Regions from separate parts of the Sus scrofa genome. Here region 1 is linked to region 2. A link is a contact called in public promoter capture Hi-C data. All regions are on one chromosome and are shown on one strand. Each heading gives the region's core, a stretch centred on a gene start, on an enhancer-like site or on the middle of the called end of the contact. The rest is flanking DNA. Distances are from core to core; before and after follow the strand shown.

Evidence for each region. Promoter capture Hi-C pulls out the DNA fragments that hold promoters and counts their contacts.
Region 1: a contact with region 2 is called in a promoter capture Hi-C map of liver, with 2.3 times the contacts expected there. The contact joins the promoter of LOC110262080 here to the promoter of PDS5A in region 2. A contact is called at or near these places in 1 of 5 promoter capture datasets (liver), 9 of 47 Hi-C or Micro-C datasets (alveolar macrophages, embryonic fibroblasts, heart right ventricle and 3 more) and 1 of 2 datasets of contacts at active chromatin or transcription factors (alveolar macrophages).

Annotation. Positions count from the first base shown.
Region 1 is chr8:31,204,620-31,211,212 of Sscrofa11.1, forward strand. LOC110262080 reads left to right here and starts at 2,110. Exons shown (of 2, transcript XM_021101118.1): 1 at 2,110-3,242; 2 at 6,445-6,593. The coding sequence starts at 2,768. The coding sequence ends at 6,458.
Region 2 is chr8:31,132,226-31,138,445 of Sscrofa11.1, forward strand. It overlaps PDS5A (a long non-coding RNA gene), which reads right to left and starts at 2,106. Exons shown (of 33, transcript XR_002346613.1): 1 at 1,669-2,106; 2 at 613-790.

The sequences.
Region 1 (6,593 bases), core at 860-3,359, 72 kb after region 2:
ATCTTCAATGAATTAATGATCTACTAAGAGAGATTATAAACATGTAAATAATTATAACTAAGCAGAATGCTCCAAGTCAAAATTAAAGTATAGGAATGAAAAAATAGCACAGATTATTTTTGACTGGGAAGAAATCATACTTATTGTTCTTAACATAAACCAACAAGCATGTTTAGAATTTAGTCATTAAACAGACAAAAGATGCTTTAGACAAATATTATGAAAAGATTTATTTATAATGCACTGGCCATTTTATATACAAAAACCCAAGATACAAACTTTATTATTTCCATAAAGGCCAATCTTTCATTTAAAGACATGCTAGGGGGCGTTCCCATTGTGGCTCAATGGTTAATGAATCTGATTAGGAACCATGAGGTCAAGGGTTCAATCCTTAGCCTTGCTCAGTGGGTTAAGGATCTGGCGTTGCTGTGAGCTGTGGTGTAGGTCGCAGATGCGGCTCGGATCCCACATTGCTGTGGCCCTGGCTTAGGCCAGCAGCTACAGCTCCGATTCAACCCCTAGCCTGGGAACCTCCATATGCCGCGGGAGCGGCCCAAGAAATGGCAAAAAGACAAAATCAATCAATCAATCAATCTAGGTCTCTTCAGTTTAAAAATAGTGTTTAAAAAAAAAAAAAGACATGCCAGGGCTCATTGTATTTAGTGTTAAGTGGGAGCATTTTGCCATTCCTTGGATTCATCTGGCATTTTAGAGAATTAAATATTGTAACATAACCAACTGGAAGATTACAGAGAGCAGAGTATGAGCAGGAGTAGCACCTTGGCAATTAAGGTACATCAAGATACTCGATAATTCAAAGATTCTTAAATTTCCTCTTTGAAATTAAAAGATACATGAACTCAAATGAGAATGAGCCTGATAAACAATCCATTTATCCAGTGTTTTAACCTAATGCCTATGTCTCATTCTTTAAAAGATGTGTTCTTTTCCTATTGGCTTAGAATTTAAACCAATAAGGAAGAAGGAAATCTTTGTAAATATTCACAAAGGAAGGCTGGCCCTGTGAATGCTGAGTAAAGATTGCTTTGTTCTTCATTTGAGTCTAACTTTCAAAACTTTCAGATGTTTTTCTTTTATTGGCATAGTAAGCAAACATTTTTTTTCCCTTTAAATATTCAGCCTGGTTTATATCTTGCTGGCTTGAAATATATTTCCAATGTTAAGAATATTTTCTTCTTATTGTTCAGACCTAAGATGTGATTAATGGAAAAATCAACAATTTAATTGCCAGTTTTTATTATTATGGTGAACACATTTCATATGAACAAACTCAATATTAACTTGCTAGATTTGTTTGAAGTTTATAATTACTAGGGTTCTTTCATTCCTAAAGTGGCATATATCACTTTATTAGTCACTTTTAATGGTTGTTCAAAGGCAGAGATAATGTTAGGTTCTCAGCAATAGCTACTTAAATCTTGAGATTCTGAGTACTTTGTTAAAATTTTTGCTGTTTCCAAGTTACTGAAAGTATTAATAGAGATGTCTGTGTTGTAATTTCTTAACAGGGGCTCAAGGGACTTTTAAAAATACAAAAAGTTGTATGGTTGGTTTCATTAGAAAAGTTACCTTTCCTATTAAATATTTCTGATTTCTGAAAAAAACCACTACAATGTTTTCGTGAGTCGGTGTTCCAATTGGACTTATATGAAGATAAAAATTCACTTGCATTTCCCCAAATTTACACTCTGTTTAAAGCGATTACCATAGCAACATGAACAGAGATTCTTCGATGCAAAGGATTACTCTGTCAGGGGCTTATTCTTTTCTCTACGAAAAAACACTGATGGTGGAATAAAAAGTAATTGCAAAGGGAGGGAACCGAGGGAGGAAAAAACGAATAAGCGTAATCACCACCACCAGTAAGCAAGGGTGAAAAATTCGTGTACCTGAAAACACTGAACATTTCACGTCAGAACAGAGAAGAAACAAACCCAGGAAAGCAGGGTTTAGGAGGAAGAAAAAAAGGAGCAGACTTGGGGCACGGTCTAATAACACAGCGATCGTAAAAGGGAGGAAAACATCTTTGCTTTTTTTGGCACCTGAAAACTGAAGCTCTAAGCAGGGCAAAGGCCAGCGCCTGCGGTTCTACGTTGCAAACATGCACTCGTTTTGTGCTTCTGCCAGCGTGTTCAGACCGCGCGTTGGCAGCGCCAGCGGGGGCCGGGCAGTGCTGGTCCGGGCCGCAGCCGACCCCTTTGTCTCTCGGCTCCGAGGCTGCCGCCCGAGCGCGCAGAGGGGCAGCGGGCCGCGCTCCCGGAAACCTTCGGTGGGCAGCGCGGCGCGCGCGGGGGCGGGGTTCGCGCGCCTACAGTCGCCGTGGCCTTGCACCTCCCGACTCAACAGTCCGGTTAGGCCACGCCGAGGCCGCCTGGTTCGTCCCGCGGTCCCTCCCAACTTGCTGCCGGGACCCGCGCGCAGGCGGGCCCGCCCCGCTCTCATTTCCTCCCCCGCCTAGACCAGCGAGTACGACCTTGTGTTGCTGTTTTGCCTTTGGGGCTTGAGAGAGTGGCGAGGTTTAGAAACGGCTGTGGTCGACCGCGCCACTTATTTCCGCAGAAATTTCGGGCCCCTTAGTGCTACGTTCACCAGCTCAAAACGGCTCCCGCCTTCCCGAAACTCCGACCCATTGAAAAGGGCTTGCTCCTCCATGTGACCCCAGGACAAGGGAAGGGGGAAAAGACGTCAGGCTTTCGGGCGAGCTTTCTTGGCGGAGGTGCGGGGTGGCGGGAAGACCGGTCCGATGCGGCAGAACCGGCCAGGCCAGGACTCGCTCGCTAGGGAGCGGGAAAGGCGGGAGCGCCGGCGGGCAGGGGTCGCCCGGGCCGGCCGAGACGCCCAAGCAGACCTCGGGGACGCACCAGAGGTCGCGGCGGGGAGCCAGCGGGGGTGGGGGAGGCGGAGGGCGGCGATCCACCTGGGCGACGTGGCAGCCATTCCCTGTTCCCCGAGACCCCTCCCCATTCGGCCGCCCACCCGCCCCCTCGCGGCTGGCTGCTGTGAGGCTGCTCTTCCCCGACCGGACGAAGAGCGGCAGTGTCTCCCCGCCCGGCACTCGCCGCGCGTCTCCCCCCCGCGGCCGTCGCTGCTCGCCAGCCCTGCACCGCGCCGGAGAGCGCAGTGGCGGCGGCGGGAAAGGGCTGCGGACCCGCGGCGCCGCGTCGCACACTCGACGACGCGGCCCCGGCCTCGACGCCCTCCGCCCGCTCCTGGAGCAGGTAAAGGCAGCGGGTGGGAGGCAGGGCCGGGGAGAGGGTCCGGGAGGGAAAGGATCCCGGGGTCCCCGAACCGGAGCGGAGGGCCTGAGGCAGCAGCGGGCGGCGCTGCGACCGAAACCTCAGTCCCCGAACGTGGGAGGCCGGCTCGGGCCGCCTCCAGTCCGGCCCGCGGGCCCGGCCGCCCGGACGGAAGGGGAGTGAGGCGTCGGCGAGAGGCGGGCCCTGGCGTGCTGCCCGAGGTCGGGCGAAGGCGGGGGCCGCGGTCGCCTCCCCTGCCTCCTAGTCCCTGGCGGGCCTCCAGGCCCTTGACACACCCCTCTCGCCCCCCGGGGGCCTCCCTGTCGATTCCCGCGGGGACTTGACCTCGCGGCCCTCCGAGCGCCGGAGCTTTTCCCAGGCGGAGCCTTATTGCAACTTCGGGCCACCCTCCCGAGCACGTAGTCCTTGCAGGGCCGTTTATTTACTCACTTCTCGAAATCCAAACACAACCTTTCACATCGCACGTTTCGATTTTGGAAACTGCTGGGAGGCATTCACGGTTCCTGGGGTCTGTGCCCTTTTGATCCTCGTTCCCCCCCCCTCCCCCACGGCAACTTTGATCCTCGCTTTGAGCCCTGCTGAGATCCGGACCCTCTCCGAGAGAGGTCCATTTGGAAATCCTTCGATAGAGTGAGTCATCTGACCCGGGGCAGTTTATTCCTTAAGCTCTTTTGGTTAAAACGTGTCTTTTTTTGGGGGGGGGTCCTCTCTTATAAAGAGAGCTAGAGTAATTATTTAAAAAAGTGTAGATCACGCTCAGTGTTGGCTTTAAAGAATCTTCCTTTCGGCAACAGTCTCTAGAACTAGGATCTGATATTTGTGGCACGGACAGGTTTGTACACATTCTCGCCATGCAGTGGTTGTAATGTCTCCATAGCACAGTTCTGACTTGAAGGCAGGATTGGCTGGTTTTTCTACTCGACATCTTTAAGCCAATCAAGAAGCGCTGCTTGCCTGGAGACTGGTTAACTCAGAAAAGGTGGGGATTGGTTGAGCTCAGAGAAGAAAATCCTGGAGATGAACCTGGCTTCTCAGAAAACAATGACTGATTTGCAGCTGCCTCTTTCCCTCACTTAAAAATTCTTTTCATCTCCACAGCAGCCTTTTCTTACTGTTTTTATTATTTCCATTGTTTGTCTCTGAAACACCCAGTTCTCTCGTAACTCAGCCCTCATCCTTCAATTTTCAATGAAAGAATTCTTAAACGCTTTAAGAAATGTAAACATCATGTGTTTTGATTATCAGCATGGTTCAGTTATCTTACATTGTCTGTTTTTAAAGGTTAGGAATTAAATCAATTTTTTTTCCTATGCCAGAGCCTTTATTATTCAAGTGGCTGAGTGAGGATGGGGGGCTGCAGTGGTGGTGGTGATGAAAAGAACAGGAAAGAAATGGCTGCTTTTCTACAAAGATGCTACATTTTAGTTCATGAGAAAAGACTAAGGTATAAAATAAAACCTAGGTCAAATCAGCGTTTAGTACTTATGAATGTCAATTTGTGCACCTGTTGACTTTAGTTGTTGTGAAAGGCAAAGAGGACCAAGCAGTGGACTAAATAGAAAAAAATGGGCTTAAGTTAATGGTAAAGAAATTTTTTTTCCTGTATTAAATTAGGCATCATATCTGCACACAATAGAGGCTAAATAAATATGATCAGTGTAGGTGCATGTTTTTTAAGTGCTATTGAAAATTTTTCTTCTAAAATCTCCCTTTTATTCATGATTGTCTATGGTGATGCATGTCTTTTGATATGCAAAGCAGTAACCACGTATTAGTCAACGTAAGTTTTAGAAAATAGCCACCATTTTTTCACTCCTTCCATTCAGCTTTTTATTTATTTATTTATTTTTGCTTTTTAGGGCTGCACCTGCGGAATATGGAGGTTCCCAGGCTAGGGATCTAATTGGAGCCACAGCTGCCAGCCTATGTCACAGCCATAGCAACGTGGGATCCAAGCGTGTCTGTGACCTACACCACAGCTTAAGGCAACTCCAGATCCTTAACCCACTGAGTGAGGCCCTGGATCGAACCTGAAACCTCATGGTTACTAGTTGGATTCATTTCAGCACCACAAGGGAACTCCCCCATTCAGCTTTTTATATGCAAATTCACATTGTAAATCTTGGGAAGAATCTCAAGTTTGTCAGGTGAAACATTAAACTTTAACAGATTGCATTATTAGATGGCCTTGGTAGTTTTATTAGGAATTAAAGAAGAGATTGAGCTTTCTTTCAGTATTTACCATGGCAGAAAATGAGTAAGCCAAATGTCATTAGGATTATATCAACTCTTGACTTTTAATAATAATTTTTTATCATTTGTTGGATTTTTGTGGTTGTCCCATTTAGTTGCATAATGTTGTTTCATATGATTTAGTGTTTAGTAGTTAATTTCCCCCATGTGTCTTAAACTTTTTTTTTTTTTTTTAAATATATCCACTCTATTCACTAAATTTGGGAGGAAGTTCCCATTTTGGCAAATCGGAAATGAACCCAACTAATATCCATGAGGGTGCAGGTTCGATCCCTGGCCTCTGGCCTTGCTCAAGGGGTTAAGGATCCAGCGTTGCCGTTGAGCTGTGGTGTAGGTCACAGACGAGCCTTGGATCCTGCGTTGCTATGGCTGTGGGTAAGCTGATGGCTGCAGCTCTGATTCTCGATTCCTAGCCTGGGAACTTCCTTACGTTGTGGGTGTGGCCCTAAAAAAAGAAAATAAATAAAAGAGTTTGGGAGACTGACATGAATAATATTTAATTTCTCTGTTCTAAAGCATTTTAAAATTTTAAAATTAAAAAAATTTTTCTTTTGTCTTTGAATTTATTGTTTTTTCTGCTTATAGTGTCTTCACTATTCTCCTTGTCTTCTTCACCTTACTGCTAACCTTCTTCAAGATTTAGATGGTATTTGGTGTAGTGTTCTTTCCTTCTTTACCTCAGCAGAGATTATCACTTACTTATTTTATTACCTCTGAACCTTTAATGTAATATTTCCGTTATACTATATATATGTATATTTCTATTATACAATATGTTGCTAAATTGAGCTATCTCCTCTCTGTGGTAACTGTAAGCTTCACTGACTTTTACTCACTTTTTTTCCCCCAACACTAGTCCCAGAGCTGTAAGTTTGTAGGTATTAAATAAATATTGTCATGAACAAAGGAGATATTTTACTTTAAAAAATATTTCGCCTCATTTCTACATGCTGATAATTCTCTTATCTCCAGCCTAAAGCTCTTTCTTGATAACTGGACTCATTATGTCAAGTATCTTCATGACTTATTCATTTGTTTTCTCCCGTAGGTACCTCAAAT
Region 2 (6,220 bases), core at 856-3,355:
TAAAACTTACAACGTTGACCTTAGGACCACCATTGCTTAAATTAAATAAACTGACTCCTTATAAAAAGAGATGCTAACGCTTTCTCTTAAAAACCCTTTGAATGTGTGGGCATTAATCATCACCTTACTTCCAGACTGAATTTTGAAAAGTCAGTACTTCTGTCAAAGTTTAAGCATACTATATACATATTTAAGCTTCTGGATATTAGAAAAATTTTAAAGTGCCTTTTGTGCTTAAATCGGTACCCTCAGAAGTTAATGAAAACCTTCCTAGGTAAATCACTGCCTACTTTTAAGTTGCAAGCTACTTTGAATAGTAGTCATAAATATTTCCAGGAAAAACTTTAAAAACTGTAAGAACTCTTATACTTGAAAAACGGTAAGATTAAAAAAGGTCACACACACACACCCGTTAATTTCCCATCATGCTTATGCCCCTAACAGAAATTATTCAAAGATACAGCCAAGATAGAACAATACTTTTCGCAGGGCGTAAAAGAGAAGACATAAAATACGTAAAAAGCATGGTAGGTGAAACTCTGAAAGGCCAGGCCTTGCAGAGCAGTAACACCACAGGCGGCTCAAGTGTGACCATTCCATCCCAAAGCTTACCTTCAGTCGTTTGATCATTTCGTCGGTGGTAATCTTGTCGGTGATCTCCTTTACCCCCGGAGGGTAAGCGATCTTCCCATCGGCACTCACGACGCCACAGAGGGCTGTGGCAGGCTTGGGCTGCGCGGTGAAGTCCATCCTGGGGGACAACTTTTCTTTCACAGTCCTCTACCGGCCTCTATCGGTCAGAAAACAAAAGTTCAGCGGGAAAGGGGCGACTTTGTAACCTCTTTTTTCATTTCAAAAATCTCTAATCTGCAAAGGGCCTTTTCTCCCGGGAGGCCGGGGACTCGGCGGCGGCCCCGCCACCCGCTCCTTCCCGGGGCCTGAACCTTGGCGGCCGCCGCGCCGCCCCCACCCACCCGGGCCCCGCCAACCCCGGGCTCCCGGGGATCCCTGGCACCGGCGGCCGCGGCCGCGGGAAGCGCCGAGCACCGCCAGGAGTTTCCCATTCCGCCGTTCACAATGAAATCCACCCCCGTGCATCGAGGTCCGAAGTTTGGCGGCCTTGAGAGCGTGCCGAGGCCTCCAAGGCCCCCGCTCGGTCAGAGACGAGCCTCGAGTCCCCGCCCGGCCGGTCCCCTCCGGGGAAGGAGACGCGAGGCCTATAGGGCTCGGCTTAGGCCGCAAAACTAGGGACCCAACCGGACCCGCACGCAACGGCGGCTCCTGGGAACGAACGCCCTCGCCGGGCCGAGCTCCGGGACCCCCGGCGTCCCCGCCACGCTCCCACCCCTCCCGGGTCCCGCTCCCCCCACCCCCACTGCCGGAGGGGAAAACAAGCCGCCCTCCACCCCGAACCCCAAGGCAGGAAGCGGCTGACGCGGCTCCGCACTTCACATTTTGTTCCTTCAACTTCGGCTGAGGGACCCTGGCGTCTTCTCTCGCCCCCGGCCACTCGGCACCGTCCGAAGCCGCCAAGGCCTTACCGGCAGCTCCGGGCAGCCCCGCCGGGCCTTGGTCCCGCGGCTCCCCCCCACCCCCCCGCTCCGGTCTCCCCTTCCGTCCCCTCCCTCCACCAGCCGAGGGCGGGAGCCCAGCCGCCGCCGCCTTTACCTCCTCCTCATGCGGGCGGAAGGTGCATCGAGCGCCCGGGCCTCTGTCAGGTGGTTGCGCCGCCGCCCCTCTTCGGGCTGCACACAAAGCGGCTCCGCGGGTCCCGCCGCCGCCGCCGCCGCCCGCCCCGGAGCGGCGCTGGGGCTGGCGGTGCCGAGGAGGAGCAGTCGCCGCGGGGGGAGACGCGGGGCGAGTGTGCGCTGGGCGGGGAGACACTGCCGCTCTCCGTCTGGCCGAGGAAGAGCAGCCTCGGAGAAGGCTCTTCTGGGAGCGTGTGCGCGGGTGTCCGCCCCGGACCCCCACGGCCCACCCGCGCGCCCCTCGCGCCGGCCGGGTCCGCCGACCCGGACCCGGACGCCCCTTGCAGCGGCGCGCGCCCGGCCGTCGGTGCTCCTGGCAGCCGGCGCCTCGCGCACAGTGGCCGGTCACGCGAGCTGTGCGAGAGCACGCGAGAGCAGGGCGCGCGCCTCGCTCCCTCCCCTTCCTCCGCCGGCCCGAGCCTCCGCCTCCCTCGGGCCCGAAGCGGCCGCGCGCGAGGCAGACAGCGCCACCATCCGGTTGGCGCCAAGACCTGCCGCGCCGAGCGCCTCGGGGAGCACCCGGCCCAGAAGCGAGCAGGGGAGGAGCCCGGGTGGCGGGAAGCGAACGCGGCCCCAGCGGCCCTCAGAGGGCACGCAGGACGAACAGAACTTTGCATTATGCCTCGGAGATGGGTTCCGACTTTTAGGGGTCATCCTGAGGGACGTGGAGGGAAATGGTTGAAAAACGGTTAACTACTGAATGAAAATGAATTGATTTCCTCCCTAGGGACGGAAGATCTGCAAACTAAGGAAAAGTTTTGCAACATGGCACGAGGGACGTGGTCATGATCCAGTGGGCTGCTCATTCTTGTGCCTTCTGACAGCCACCAGAGTTTGCCCTCCCCTCTTTAGATATCTAAAATTAGTATTTTGAAAGCTGCAAAATATACAAATAACTCTGAGTCGAGCAGTCCTCAAAGAATGGTCTGAAAGGTAGGTTTCTGGACTCCACTCCAAACTCTGAGACTGGAATCCAGAAATAAGAATGTTTATAAATTAGATGGATATTTCTTGTTAATATATGAACTCAAAGAATACCTTTTTCCTTCAGCCAAAGGAAAACCCAATGCAGTGGTGTTTGAGCAGTTTAATGTAAAATTTGAAGCAGATGAACCTCAGGAGCACGTAGGTAATTTCCAAAGATGAAGTTGTAAAAAGAACACATAATACGAAATAGCATACAGCTCCCTGACCACTACCATAGTTTACAGTGAAATGCATTTAAATTGTTCATTTAAATTATTCTTGATGGATATCTATTGGTCTTTTCTATATCCTTTGCTTGATCTTAACAATATCGTAGGTACAGCCATCACTGAATATTTTTCAGGTATTACACAAAGGAGCAAACATCTTGGAATCTAACACACCACGGTTGCTGATTTGCTAGAACTCTGCCCTAAAGTCACTACTCATGGATTAAGGATCTGGCATTGTCGCTGCAGTGACCCTGCAGCACAGGTTTAATCCCTAGCCTGGGAATTTTCACATGCCACAGGGACAGCCAAAAAAAAGCTCCCCCAAACCCCACAAAAGTCAGTGCTTTATTCCTGGGCATTTAGAGTAGCAGGCAAAAGCTATTTAAGATCATCTTCATCCCAACTATTAAACTGACCAAAACCTACACTCTTTACAGTAGAAAATTGACAGAACACTGTAAACCAATTATAATGGGAAAAAAAACAAAAATCATTTAAAAAACCCTACACTCTTTGTAGTCTCTTTCTCTCAACTTGTGATTTTTTAAAAATCCATCACATTTAAATAACTATGATGCTTTTTTTATTCTTGCTCTAAATAATTTACCCATTATTAAACTGGTTTTGTATATACTCATAGATTTTAATTTTATACAACCTATTAATTACTTTGTTAATACTGTTTGATTTTATAAACACTCAAAAGCCTCAAAAGCCCTAAAGATTATAACACATAAATACATTGAATTTATATAATTCTAAATTCATTCTAGATTAATTCCATTCTTAATTCTAAAATTCCTGTTTTTACGTAAATATTTGTTTCCACTTAGTAAATGAGAAGAGAACATTCTTTTGTGCAACAGTTATTTAAAGACGGCCTACTGTTAGAGTTCCCTCTGTGGCACAGCAGAAACAAATCTAACTAGGAACCATGAGGTTTCAGGTTCAATCACTGGCCTCTCTCAGTGGGTTAAGGATCCGGTGTTGCCATGAGCTGTGGTGTAGGTTGAAGACTCTATTTGGATCCTGCTTTACTGTGGCTGTGGCGTAGGCTGGCATCTGTAGCTCCAATTTGACCCCTAGCCTGGGAAACTCCATATGCCACAAGTGTGGCCCTAAAAAGCAAAGAAGAAAAGAAAGATGGCCCACTGTACAAGTCACTGTTTAGGATACTGAGAAAAAAAAAAAATCAATGGTAGGGGAATCCTCTTGTGGCACAACAGGCTAAAGATCCAGCATTGTCGCTGCAGTGGCTCACCCAGGTTGCTGTTACCTAGATGCCATCCCTGGCCCAGGCCTTGGCCCTGGAACTTCCACATGCAGCATGGGCCAGGCCAAAAAAAAAAAAAAAAAAAAAAAACAGAGTTCTGGGGGCACAAAAATCCTACCTGTTGTGGTAGAGTTTAATTTGTTTGGGGGGAGATAGGCAAAAAATAATAATGATAATAATAAAGTAGAGGAGAGAAGGGATGCAGATCACAGATAAGCTTTTAGGTCTTTGGCCTTTGGAAAGACGTTGGCATGTACTCAGAGATTTTGGGAGTATTTTAAAAAAAGAAGTGACATTATATGATTTATGTTCTATGAGCTAGGCAACCATGGACAAATTACTTAATCTTTCTGTGCCTCATTTTCCTTATCTGTAAATCAAGGATAATAGTTTCTATATCAGAGAGCCTTTATGAGGCATAAATTAGTTGATTTTGTAAAGTGCCTAGAATTTTAACTGGTACATACTAAGCTCTACATGATTTCTAAAATATATGTAAAATGAAGGAATCACTCTAGCTGCTGGGTTGAAAATAATGTAGAGATACAAATAGAGTAGTAGGGTTACCAAGTATAAGATGATGGCAAAAATCCCAAGGAAGGAATTCTGTTGTGGCACAGTGGGTTAAGGATCCAGTGTTGTCACTGCAGTGGCTCAGGTTCAATCCCTGACCCAGAAACATCCATGTGCCATGGGTGTGGCAAAAAAAAAAAAAAAAAAATCCCAAGAAAAGATGATAATAGGGATTGGGTAATAACAGTGAAAATGATGAAAAACTGTATTAAAAGAAGAGTCAAGAAAGCAAAATTTTAGACCGTGGTTTTAACCAGAGGGATGAAGTTACTACTAACTGGGATAGGGAGGACTATGCTTGAAACAGATTTAGAGTCAGGTTGTCTTTTAGAATCTAAGCTATTTAAAAGTTAATTTGACAGTTATGGAGCTCCTGCAATGGACAAGGCAGTGTACTAGGCACCGGGGAAATATTTAGAAAACAAAAAGATAGGATCAGAGTCCGATGGAGCAAACAGAGACATGCAATGAATCATGATTCAAGGTAAGGCAGTGATATGTTTTGTAATAGAGATTTATTTATTTATTTATTTATTTGCTATTTCTTTGGGCCGCTCCCGTGGCATGTGGAGATTCCCAGGCTAGGGGTCGAATTGGAGCTGTAGCCACCAGCCTACACCAGAGCCACAGCAACACAGGATCATTAATCCACTGGCCAGGGCAGGGACTGAACCCGCGACCTCATGGTTTCTAGTCAGATTCATTAACCACTGCGCCATGATGGGAACTCCTGTAATAGAGATTTAAATGATATCGTCGGGAAGCCTAGGAAAGGGGTGCCATGAGCGCTTCCCGAAGGAAGGGGCATTTTGAGGCTGGGCCTTGGAGGATGACTTGTTGCAGTGAGTAGTTTTGGGGAGAGCAATAGCTAATAGAGATAACCACAAGGTGAAAAGAGGCCTGGAGGTAATTAAGTGCAATTTCTTTTTGAGGAAAAGACTTCGGTCTTCGATTCTCGTTGTGGTTTAGCAGGTTAAGAACCTAACAGAGTGTCCATGAGGGTGTGGGTTTGATCATGGGCCGACTCAGTTTAAGGACCCAGTGTTGTTACGACTATGGCATAGGCTGGCAGCTGTAACTCTGATTCAATCCCTAGCCCAGGAACTTCCATATGCCACAGGTGTGGCCAAAAAAAAAGGGGGAAAAAAAGAGTTTAGTGTGATTAGAGCAATTATTGCATAAAAGAGTGGCTTGACTATTTTTTTTTTAAAAAGGATTTTTATTTTTTCCATTATATTAGGTTTACAGTGTTCTGCCAATTTTCTACTGTACAGCAAAGTGATCCAGTCACACATACCTATATACATTCTTTTTCTCAAGAATGGTGAGAAAGTGGCTTTTTCACAAGTGACTTGACTTTGTGAATGTTATTCTACACCCCCATAATTTCCATCAGCCATCCTCTCCTATACACATATACAAGCTCA